Linked DNA regions of Gossypium hirsutum: region 1 is linked to region 2. The links are chromatin contacts, called in public Hi-C maps. All regions are on one chromosome and are shown on one strand. Each heading gives the region's core, a stretch centred on a gene start, on an enhancer-like site or on the middle of the called end of the contact. The rest is flanking DNA. Distances are from core to core; before and after follow the strand shown.

Region 1 (5,274 bases), core at 486-2,985, 410 kb after region 2:
ACCATTCCAAGCTCTACCATCACTCTGCTGGATATGGAAGATGCCACTGGATGAGGATACTCTGGAATTTTACCCACCCAAGACTGCATCACAAGTTTAAACAGTAAAGGAGATTAATAAGGAACCAAAAGATACAGATTACCCGACACCAAAGTACCAAACATGCTTCAATGCCTATGACATGTGCAATGGTCTCTATTCTTCACACTTTTTTTTCTCGGAACTTCAAGGAAAGATATAGTCTTAATATTTAATCAAAGATATTACTAACAAAACTCCACATACTAATATTATATAAGATTCAAGTGATCAAGGCAATTCTTACAACAGGAACTATGATCTTGCTAAGTTGACATAAACCTCATCATTTCCAGTTAATTCAATTATTAAGTGGATACTTTGGACTATAGTTTTCACAAAAACCAGGGCATATACATCAAAACACATGTACAAAGTGAACTAATCCATGGCTATCGAAATAAAGCAACTTTACAACCACCTCATAGTTATTCTATAAAATACTCATAAGCAACGATTTCATGTATAGCTAGAGAATCAAAGAACGGTTAAATGGTTTATCACCGTCATGGGCGTCTCAATTTCATATCGTTGTCCAGTGTACTCTCTTAAAAGATCTTGGGCTTCACTCTCATTCAATCTCATTGCCCTACAAAGATAAAACAAACCGCATAGATATATTACAGAGAACTGCAAAGCAATACAACTAGAAAAAATTCCAAGCCATATTAATATTCACATAGATATATATTATAGAGAACTGAAAAGAAATATAACTTGAAAAAGATGCGAGCCATATTGACATTCACCATTTAGTCCTTTGCAAGCTCTTGTCACCAGGAATATCCTCCAAATCCACAACAAAGTCCCAATACCTACCAACATATGAAACACCAGAAACCTCCTTGGAAGTCAACAATTTAACCTTGTCACTTTCCATAGCTTTCCTAAAATCTTCCAAGCTCATTTTGGGCAATTCCTCCAAATTCTTCTCGAATTCCTCCTCCTCGGATAACTCTGCCCCAAAAATCTGCTCTGGCACGTAAAGCTTCCCTTTATACTCCCTCAAAATATCATTCAAATACACGTAGTCATTTTCACTAGTTTCACTCTCTCTTTCCCCTCCAATGGTTTCATTTTTTGATTTTGATTTTGTATTCAATTTTTTCTTCAAAATTTCGATCAAACCCAGATTGCTACCTTTTCTTAAATCCTCTTTTTCTTTCAAGGTGTAAATCTTGTTACCAACGAGGTACCTGGGCTCTACTTGGCTAGGGTTTTCCTTCAAAACCCTAGTCACAAAGTCATCCCCTTTGGGCTTGCTAGTGTCACCACCGGGCTGTGAGGATTGTAATTCGCATAAAACCGTGAATGATCGGTGAAGTAACGGAGCTCTTGATCGGAATTTTCGGGTCAAATTCGAGGGATGTATTCGTTTGGGGAGAGATTTGATAGGAGTAGAGTAGGGTTTTGGAAAATTAACCCGAGCTGAGATTAGAGTAGCAATGGTGGCCATCCTCTTCAGCAAACTCGGAGAGCATTAGGGTTTACAAAATGGGCATTGGAACAAAGCAATATTCAGCATCAATTTCATTCACCAAAATTGCAGAATAGGGTATATCCGACTAGGGTTTTTGATAAATTAAAATGAGGAAGAAGAAATGGGAGTTGATAGTTGCTTTTCCACACTTATCCGGATCCAGGATCCGTAAGAGCGAAGCTTATCCGGGTCAGGCCTGACCGGCTTTAATAAGTGTAGCCATCCGCTTACGTTTATTATTGGTGTCAAAATGGGCCAAAGGCCGATTTTATTTTATAATTACGTGTAGGTAGATTTTAAATTTTATTAGGGAAAATAGGTTGGTTTTAGGAGAAAGAAATTGAAAGGGAATTTAATTGGGCGTGTTTCCTTTACATATGGTAATAAAACGCGTTAAATTGAATAAGTTTTCTTTCAACGGTAATTATAAAGGTTATTTCGACCGTTGTCATGCCAAACCATAAAAAAAATTAAAAACTTAATGGTAATTTTTTTTAACCTATAATTACCCTTAATTTTCTTTTCTTTTTTTTCATTCAGATTCTCCTCTCAAATTCTCTCAAGTTTTTATTCAAAATTTATTTATATTTTCATTTAAAAATATTTTTTTAAATTATATCGTATTTTAATGTTATAAATAGACGAACGATTGTGTGCTGAAGGCGTTTTTACATAATATAGGGGAGCCTCTGATCCTTGAAATTCATGGGTACCTACAAGAGGCTGGATTCTTGCATGTGTCTCGCATGCAAAGGGGCTGTAAACTCAATCCCACATTAGTCAGCGCATAGGTAGAAAGATGGAGGCCTAAAACACACACTACCCACCTTCTATCTGGAGAGTGTACAATCACACTCAAGGGCACAGCATTAAAGCTCGGCCTGCTGGTGGATGGGCGAATCATCACAGGATCAGCGTGGTTCGAGGGAAAGTGAACCTCAGTATGGCAATCTTAGGAAAGATCCCAAACAGGTTCAAAGGTGGTCGGAAATTGATCAACTGGTTGGAGAAAATTTTTGATAAGCTTCTCGACGACTCAACGGAGGAGGTCATACAACAGTACGCCCAAGCATTCATCATGAGGTTAATCAGAGGCATTTTAATGCTTGATAAATCTAGAAATTTGGTATACGTAAGGTGGCTTCGACATCTAATGGATTTTAGCGAATGTGCAAAACTAAGTTGGGGATCTGTTGTGCTGTCGATGTTATACCGAGAGCTTTGTTGGGCAATGCAATTGGATAAGATGTCGATCGGTGGTGCTTTTGTTGCTGCAATCGTGGCATTGGTGGCGAATACCATTTTTACGTCATAGAGTCACTAACCAATACATGTTCTCGTTGGTGACGAGGTAAACATCATTTATCAATAAATACGTAGTTTGTGCAGTAAATGTTTTTATTTATTATACGTTTTGCCTAATATATCGTTTGTACATATGGAACCATAGACTGAATTACATGAGACTACCCGACGAGTTAGAAAACGTTAGGCTACTGTTAGATCAACACTCAAAAACTGAGGTTAATTCCCTATCCTTTTCGAACCTATATTAATTACACAATGATTCATTAAAAAAATTAGTACGTGACAATAATTACAATTTTTGCTTTTCAGTTTGAATGGATGTTGTATGCCGACCCGAGATCATATCTTGCATCCCACCGGAAATGTTGGACAACCAAAAATGTGGAACGCGAAGGTGTCATTAGTAGTGTACACGACGGTGGAAACGACAAATCTAATGGGTTCCATGACAATTCAGGTCTAAGCAATGAATTCCACCGTCACTGCAAGACATGAACGAACTGTACAAGTTGAAAATGCTGGGGAAGAACGACGAGGGCTAGGCGGAGAAGTACAAGGAGCACATCCAAGCTTGGAATCGTAAGATAGAATCCCTACTAGCGCGCAAACCATTTTTCTCGATGGACACGGCGACAACTGATGATTACTTGACATGGTTCAAAGCCGTCAGCAAGCCATATTTGTTACTACCGAAGGCGAGGAGTAGATAAATTTGACCGAAAAAACAACGTCGACGGCCACAATAACATAGGAGGAGACATAGTCGCACGATAGGTTCGTCATCAACTCTGGCAAAAGATGTGCCGCCTGTGGCTACGCAATATTCGAGTCAGCTCCCTCAACTTATTCTCATTCAATTCACTAACCTCATGTATTTTTTACAAGCACCACCGCACTACGGACCCCACTACATGTGGACAGATTTTCTGTTTCTGCAGGTTCATATTTCGAGGGATCGATGTTCTCCGCATACTACTCCCAATGCTAATGTTGATACCAAACCCTATATCGAGACAGATGCCGACGTATGCACTGCCATCGACGACAATATCGATGCAAATACCCATGCATCAGGCAATGCATGGGTCAATGCTGATGTATTCGGGATTAAGGGTACATTATGGTTATATGCCTATAGTGACCTAAACACTACGCGCATCACTGTTTTACCGAGGCAGCTCATCGTCACAACCACCATATGCGGGAGTGATAAATACATGATAGCAGGCAAGGACAATGCAACAATCAACCACAGAGGAAGATGATGACAATAATGATCTCGAAAAAATAGTTGCCTAGTGGGCCATGCTAGGTACATATTTAAATGATGATGAGGAAACCTATATGCCTGCAGTTCCAAATACACCTCCGGTATCACCTTGGAGGCACCTCCTATTAATCCTCCTGTTGTACGCCCGGTTCCACTAAAATATCTTGTATGTGACCGTCATCTACCATCTTGTAGCACACATTCTACCCAATGATGAGTGTGATGTATTTTTTAGTTATAAATATTGTGATGTAAATAAAAATGTCATAAATAAAAAAATAGTTAATTATTACAAAACAATCATTTAGGTGTTGCACATTATTAATTATTACAATTAGTATAAAGTCTCTATTTGAATAATATATTTATCTTTTCATTAGTTATGAGTAAGTTGACAATAAATAAGAAATTGAACCAAAGGGATACGCAAAGTACGCTTATAAATATGAAATTTGGTAGAAAGTAATGTTTCGACGTTGGGGCCCCAACATATCTCTGTATAGAGAACATGTTGTCTTCGTATGCCTTGGTTTTGTACAATACCCGCATAATTTCTTTTGATCTTGCCTCTCCTAAATATCCATATTGTTCCTTATTCAGATGGAACTCGAGCGAACTTTTAAGACGTGATGCAGGTTCTTGTTTGGCACCAACTCGAACGACGTACTCGACACAGGTGACCACATACTCTCATCTGAGACGGGTGGGAATTCAGGACTCCACACACTACGAATGTATTGTAGTCGGTAGATGTCGTTGATGTAAGACGCGTACTCAATCTGTATGTTCCCACATGTGGCAATTGTATGTGCTCATGAGAACCGAAGTGCTTGGAATCTCCAACAATCGCAGGTTCCTTCTATTAGGTTCACACGATAGGATACACTTAACATTTCCTACTAGGGCCTAGCATGCTCCGTGACTCGAAAATCGAAGTTTCTACTTGAGTGGCATATTACATACATCATGTTCGCTGTTGTTGTATTTTGTTGAATCTCTTGTATAACGTCATCGTAGAATGTATCGCCGCTCGCTATTTGTCTAGTATACATTGACTCATTTATAAAAAATAATACGGTCGATTGAAAATATGTCTCTTTGACAACCGGTTTATCGGTAAATGAAGTGTTCTATTCAG
Region 2 (4,911 bases), core at 664-3,163:
TGCTATACTACATTAACAAAATAAATACATCTTATAAATTCCAACTCAAACTCTAACTCTATGGTCTCATTCACAAATTTCATCTCAATGGTTTAATCTTTTACCTACAGAAAAAACAAAAAAATTATATTAAAATAATAAAAATAATATGCCAATAAAAAATATATATATAACAAAAACATAACATAAACTACCTCAACATAATAAATACGAATATTTTTATTATTATTTTAAAATGATAATAAGTAAAATGTATTAGTTTAAAATATAATATATATAATAACATGCCAACTTAATTATTGTCAAAAAATATAATAAAAAAAATTTGCATAGAAGGATTCGAAAGAAATTTCATTTATAATATTTATAAAAAACATAAAATAAAATTTAAAAACATAAACTCTTATTCTCAATTATTAAATCTTAAAAAATTAGAACTTGTAAACTATTATTCCTAATTTATCTCATAAATTCCAACTCAATGGTCTCATCTTTTACCTACATAAAAAATAAAAATAAAATTATATTAAAATAATCAAAATAACATGCCAAATAAATTACATAAAAAATAAATCTAATCAACCTAAAACACACATAACAAATAAATTATATAAAAAATAAAACATTCTTTACACACAACATAAATAGGCTTTTTTACTTCAATAAACATTAAAAATAACTTATGAATGAATGAAAATATAAAATAAATACAAATATACCTTAATAGCTCTTTTTAACTAAATAATACCTTATAAAAATTAAATTAAAAATTAAATTCGAATTAAATCAACAATAAAAATAAAAATAATTAACATTTATTTATAACAAAAAAACTTACTAAATAAAAAAATTATCATTTACTATTCTTTTAAACATCAAATCTTTCCTAAACAACAATGTCTCTTTTCCTTTTCTATTTTTTTTCCTTCTCTTTCTCCTTTCCTCTCTCTATTTTGCTTCTCTTTTTTTCTTTCTTTTTCCCCTTCCCGCTCTCTCCTTCTTCTTCTTCTCTTCTTCAAAGATTTTCTTCTCTCTTCCAGCAAAAATTAGGACATTGGGGATCTTATAATGGTCCCCAAAAACACAACTTACGGGCATGCCATCCGACTCGTCCAATCACTGACAAGCTATAGGTGTGCCGCCTCTCTAGTAAGCATGACCAGTCAGTGCTGCCTCTCTAGTAGGCATGACCAGTGCTGCTTAGTTGTCGTGTCCCATCTGTAACAGCAGGTCAGGTTTTGTTCGTATACGGGTCATATTTGACCCGTATTTCTTTAGGTATCACCTATTTAGTTGTCATTATCAATTTTTTAATAATTTTTTCAGTCAAATGTGTCAATATTTTAGAGTGATGCCGCCTATACACTACCTTCCACTTGTTTGGACGTACCATTTTGGAACATAATTTATTTAACATACCATTTAAGTAATTTTTTTATTTTTATAATATATAGGTAAAAAACCCTTTTTGAAGATTAAAAATAATTAGAAATTCAAAACTAAAATTGAATTGTTGAAATACTAAATTTCAATTAATTTAAAATCTTGAATTTTAAGCATTTTGATTTTTAAATAAAAATATTTGAAAATATAAATCTAAATTTATGTTCCCAAATCCTGCAATAGGAAATTGGAAAGAAAAATAAGAATTTCTTCGGAAAAATAAATAAATTAAGAAAAATAAATAAATAAAATGCAGCAAAAAAAAAAAAAGGGGATCCCATTTGACACGCGTCAAACGACGTGTTTTCATAGACAGTAAGACACTTTGTAATTGTACGTGTCAAACTAAAAAAAGTCAAAACCAAAACAGCAGTTAAACCCGTCCAAGGATCCTGGAGCCTTGAACCCGTTAACCTGAATTCAAAGTCTCTGTCTTCCTTTCTTAAAAGTCCTGTATAAAACCGAATCTGATGCGCCAAATACAAGGCCGCTAATTCTCTGTCCCATATCGAAACACCCACCTCGTATTTCCCGTCCGCCTCCCTTTCTTCTTCTTCTTCTTCTTCTTCTTCTTCTTCTTCCTCTTTGCAAGTGATTTTGAGTGAACTGATTTTAATTTTTGGGTGTTTTAATTGTTTTTAAGAGATTCCCTCAAAGATGAGACTGCTGAAAGTCGCCACCTGTAATTTGAACCAATGGGCGATGGATTTTGATTGCAATTTGAAGCACATTAAGGATTCCATAACAAGGGCAAAAGAAGTTGGTGCTGTCATCAGGCTCGGACCCGAGCTTGAAATCACTGGCTATGGCTGTGAAGATCATTTCTTGGAACTCGATACAGTCAATCACGCGTAAGTTCCCTTTTTTTTTATTCCCCTCCCCCCCCCAAAAAAAAGAAGAAGAGAGATTCTTGGAGCTTTGCTTTGCTTTGTGAGGTTATTAAAACTTGGGTCATCAGTCGTTTGTTGGTTATTAGAATTGAATTGTAGTGATTACTGGTTTTTTCTTTATGGAATGCAGCGTATGTTTTTTGCTTCTTCTTTTTTTTTTCTAAATTTACAGTATAAACTGAAACATTTGGTTTTTTTATTTAGGAAAGTGCCCCCTTTTTTTTTTCTTTTTTTTTCTGGATAATGCTTGGTTGTTTGAATGACACAACTAATATTTTGCTTCTCTGAAATGACAGTTGGGATTATTTGTTTGCAGGTGGGAGTGTTTGAAAGAAATACTTCTTGGTGATTGGACGGACGGCATATTGTGCAGCATAGGAATGCCCATCATTAGAGGATCAGAGCGTTATAATTGTCAAGTTTTGTGTTTTAACCGGAAAATTGTCATGATAAGACCAAAGATGTGGCTTGCAAATGATGGCAATTACAGGGAGCTTCGCTGGTTTACCACATGGAAGCAAAAGGACCAGCTTGTAGAATTTCAGATCCCACCTGAAATTTCTGAGGCCTTATCACAGAACTTAGTGCCTTTTGGTTACGGATACATTCAGTTTTTGGACACGTAAGCTTAATACTACAGGTTCTTCTCTTATTAGTTTCCATTAAGTTTTATGCCTTAGCTCATAATGATGTCATAACCAATATCGATCATCATAAGATCATGTCTTCTCTATGTAATGATGCAAATGTAACTTAACATGCAAATAGGTTACATCGCTCGTCATATGAAAGTTTGTCATGGGTTCTTGATGAAACACTAATATTTGAACCTATTTGATCCCTTGTTAGAGCTGTTGCGGCAGAAATTTGTGAAGAGCTTTTTACTCCTAATCCTCCCATACCGAGCTTGCATTAAATGGGGTTGAAGTTTTCCTGAATGCCAGTGGGAGTCACCATCAATTGAGAAAGCTAGACCTTCGACTTCGTGCTTTTATAGGTGCTACTTATACTCGTGGAGGGGTTTACATGTACAGTAACCACCAGGGCTGTGATGGTGCACGGCTGTATTATGGTAAATAACATGCTTTATTTCCCACTTTATTTCATGGTAACTTTACTCTAGGTTCCAGCATAAATTTAACTAGCAATATGATTTAAGTAGTAATCTTGCTTTGGTGCTTCTGCACCATTAGAAAATGTGTTGTCTTTCGTGCAAAAATATTGTTTGGTTTATTGAGCACTAATTTATTTATTTCAGATGGGTGTTCCTGTGTTGTTGTGAACGGAGAGGTGGTTGCTCAAGGCTCACAGTTCTCCTTGAAGGATGTTGAGGTTGTGGTTGCTCAAGTAGATTTAGATGCGGTATGTTGTAACTTTGCACTCCAATATTTTTATGTTTGTTGGGTATTAGAAAAGTATTCTTACTTGAAGCTTGAATGCTATTAATGTATTACCTTTTGTTAAGGTTTTTTTGCATAAAAGAGAAGGGAAAATGATGATCTCCTATTTTGAGAATCTCTGCCACAAGAAGTCCAATAAATAAATAATATGAAGGCAATTATTGAAGACAAAATACTATTAATGCCTAATGGTCACAACAAGAAGATTCTATTTATACAAATTGGTGGCAAGTTAGGGTTTGCCGCATTTTCCAATACTTATGCATATGAAAAATTATACTGAAATTTTTGCATTTCTTTGTTAACTACAGGTTGCTAGTTTAAGAGGATCCATAAGTAGTTTTCAAGAACAAGCAAGTTGCAAAACCAAAGTCTCATCTGTAACTGTACCTTACAATATTTGCAAACCTTTTAACCTGAAAATGTTACTTTCTAGTCCACAGAAGGTTCGTTCTTGCTCAGAAGACATTGCTGTGAAAATAAAAAGCTTCTCTGTATTAGTGATTGTTTATTACCTAACTGCATTATGTTATGAATTGAAGATCATGTACCATTCTCCTGAGGAAGAAATAGCATTTGGTCCTGGCTGTTGGCTATGGGACTATTTAAGAAGAAGTGGAGCTTCTGGTTTTTTGCTTCCTCTTTCTGGTGGCGCAGACAGTTCCTGTGTAGCTGCTATAGTTGGATGCATGTGCCAACTTGTTGTCAAAGGTTAATTTATGATTTCATTGTATCCTGCTGCCAAGTAGCACTGCTTCGTTTCTGCTTTTTTATTGGAGTTTTGAACTTCAATTCGTCAAGAATCTTTTCCTGTCACTAAAACCCTTACTGACGAGTCTTCTGCATCATATTTTCTGTTAATAATTAATTTTGCGCATACATACTGTGTTTCAGAAATTGCAAATGGAGACGAACAAGTTAAAGCTGATGCAATGCGGATCGGGAATTACACTGATGGAAAGTTTCCAGCTGACAGCAAGGAATTTGCTAAACGTATATTCTATACGGTCTACATGGGTTCTGAAAACAGGTCAGGTCACAGCATACATCCATAGCTATTCTTTCTTCAAGCTGGTTGTGAGGCTTGACTTTCTTGAGCTGACTACTGAGAATACATATGGTACTAAGTATTAACACTACAGAGGGAGAACAGCATTACACTGTACAATAAAATTTCT

Evidence for each region. Hi-C and Micro-C count contacts between places; a contact is called where the count stands out from the background.
Region 1: a contact with region 2 is called in a Hi-C map of leaf, with 1.9 times the contacts expected there. The contact joins the promoter of LOC107946950 here to the promoter of LOC107946869 in region 2. A contact is called at or near these places in 2 of 34 Hi-C or Micro-C datasets (both in leaf).

Annotation. Positions count from the first base shown.
Region 1 is chrA08:79,816,679-79,821,952 of Gossypium_hirsutum_v2.1, forward strand. It overlaps LOC107946950 (probable inactive ATP-dependent zinc metalloprotease FTSHI 1, chloroplastic), which reads right to left and starts at 1,736. Exons shown (of 15, transcript XM_016881462.2): 1 at 828-1,736; 2 at 583-667; 3 at 1-83. The coding sequence starts at 1,534.
Region 2 is chrA08:79,403,733-79,408,643 of Gossypium_hirsutum_v2.1, forward strand. It overlaps LOC107946869 (glutamine-dependent NAD(+) synthetase), which reads left to right and starts at 1,914. Exons shown (of 14, transcript XM_016881366.2): 1 at 1,914-2,294; 2 at 2,650-2,955; 3 at 3,183-3,226; 4 at 3,229-3,405; 5 at 3,592-3,695; 6 at 4,045-4,179; 7 at 4,276-4,444; 8 at 4,628-4,763. The coding sequence starts at 2,101.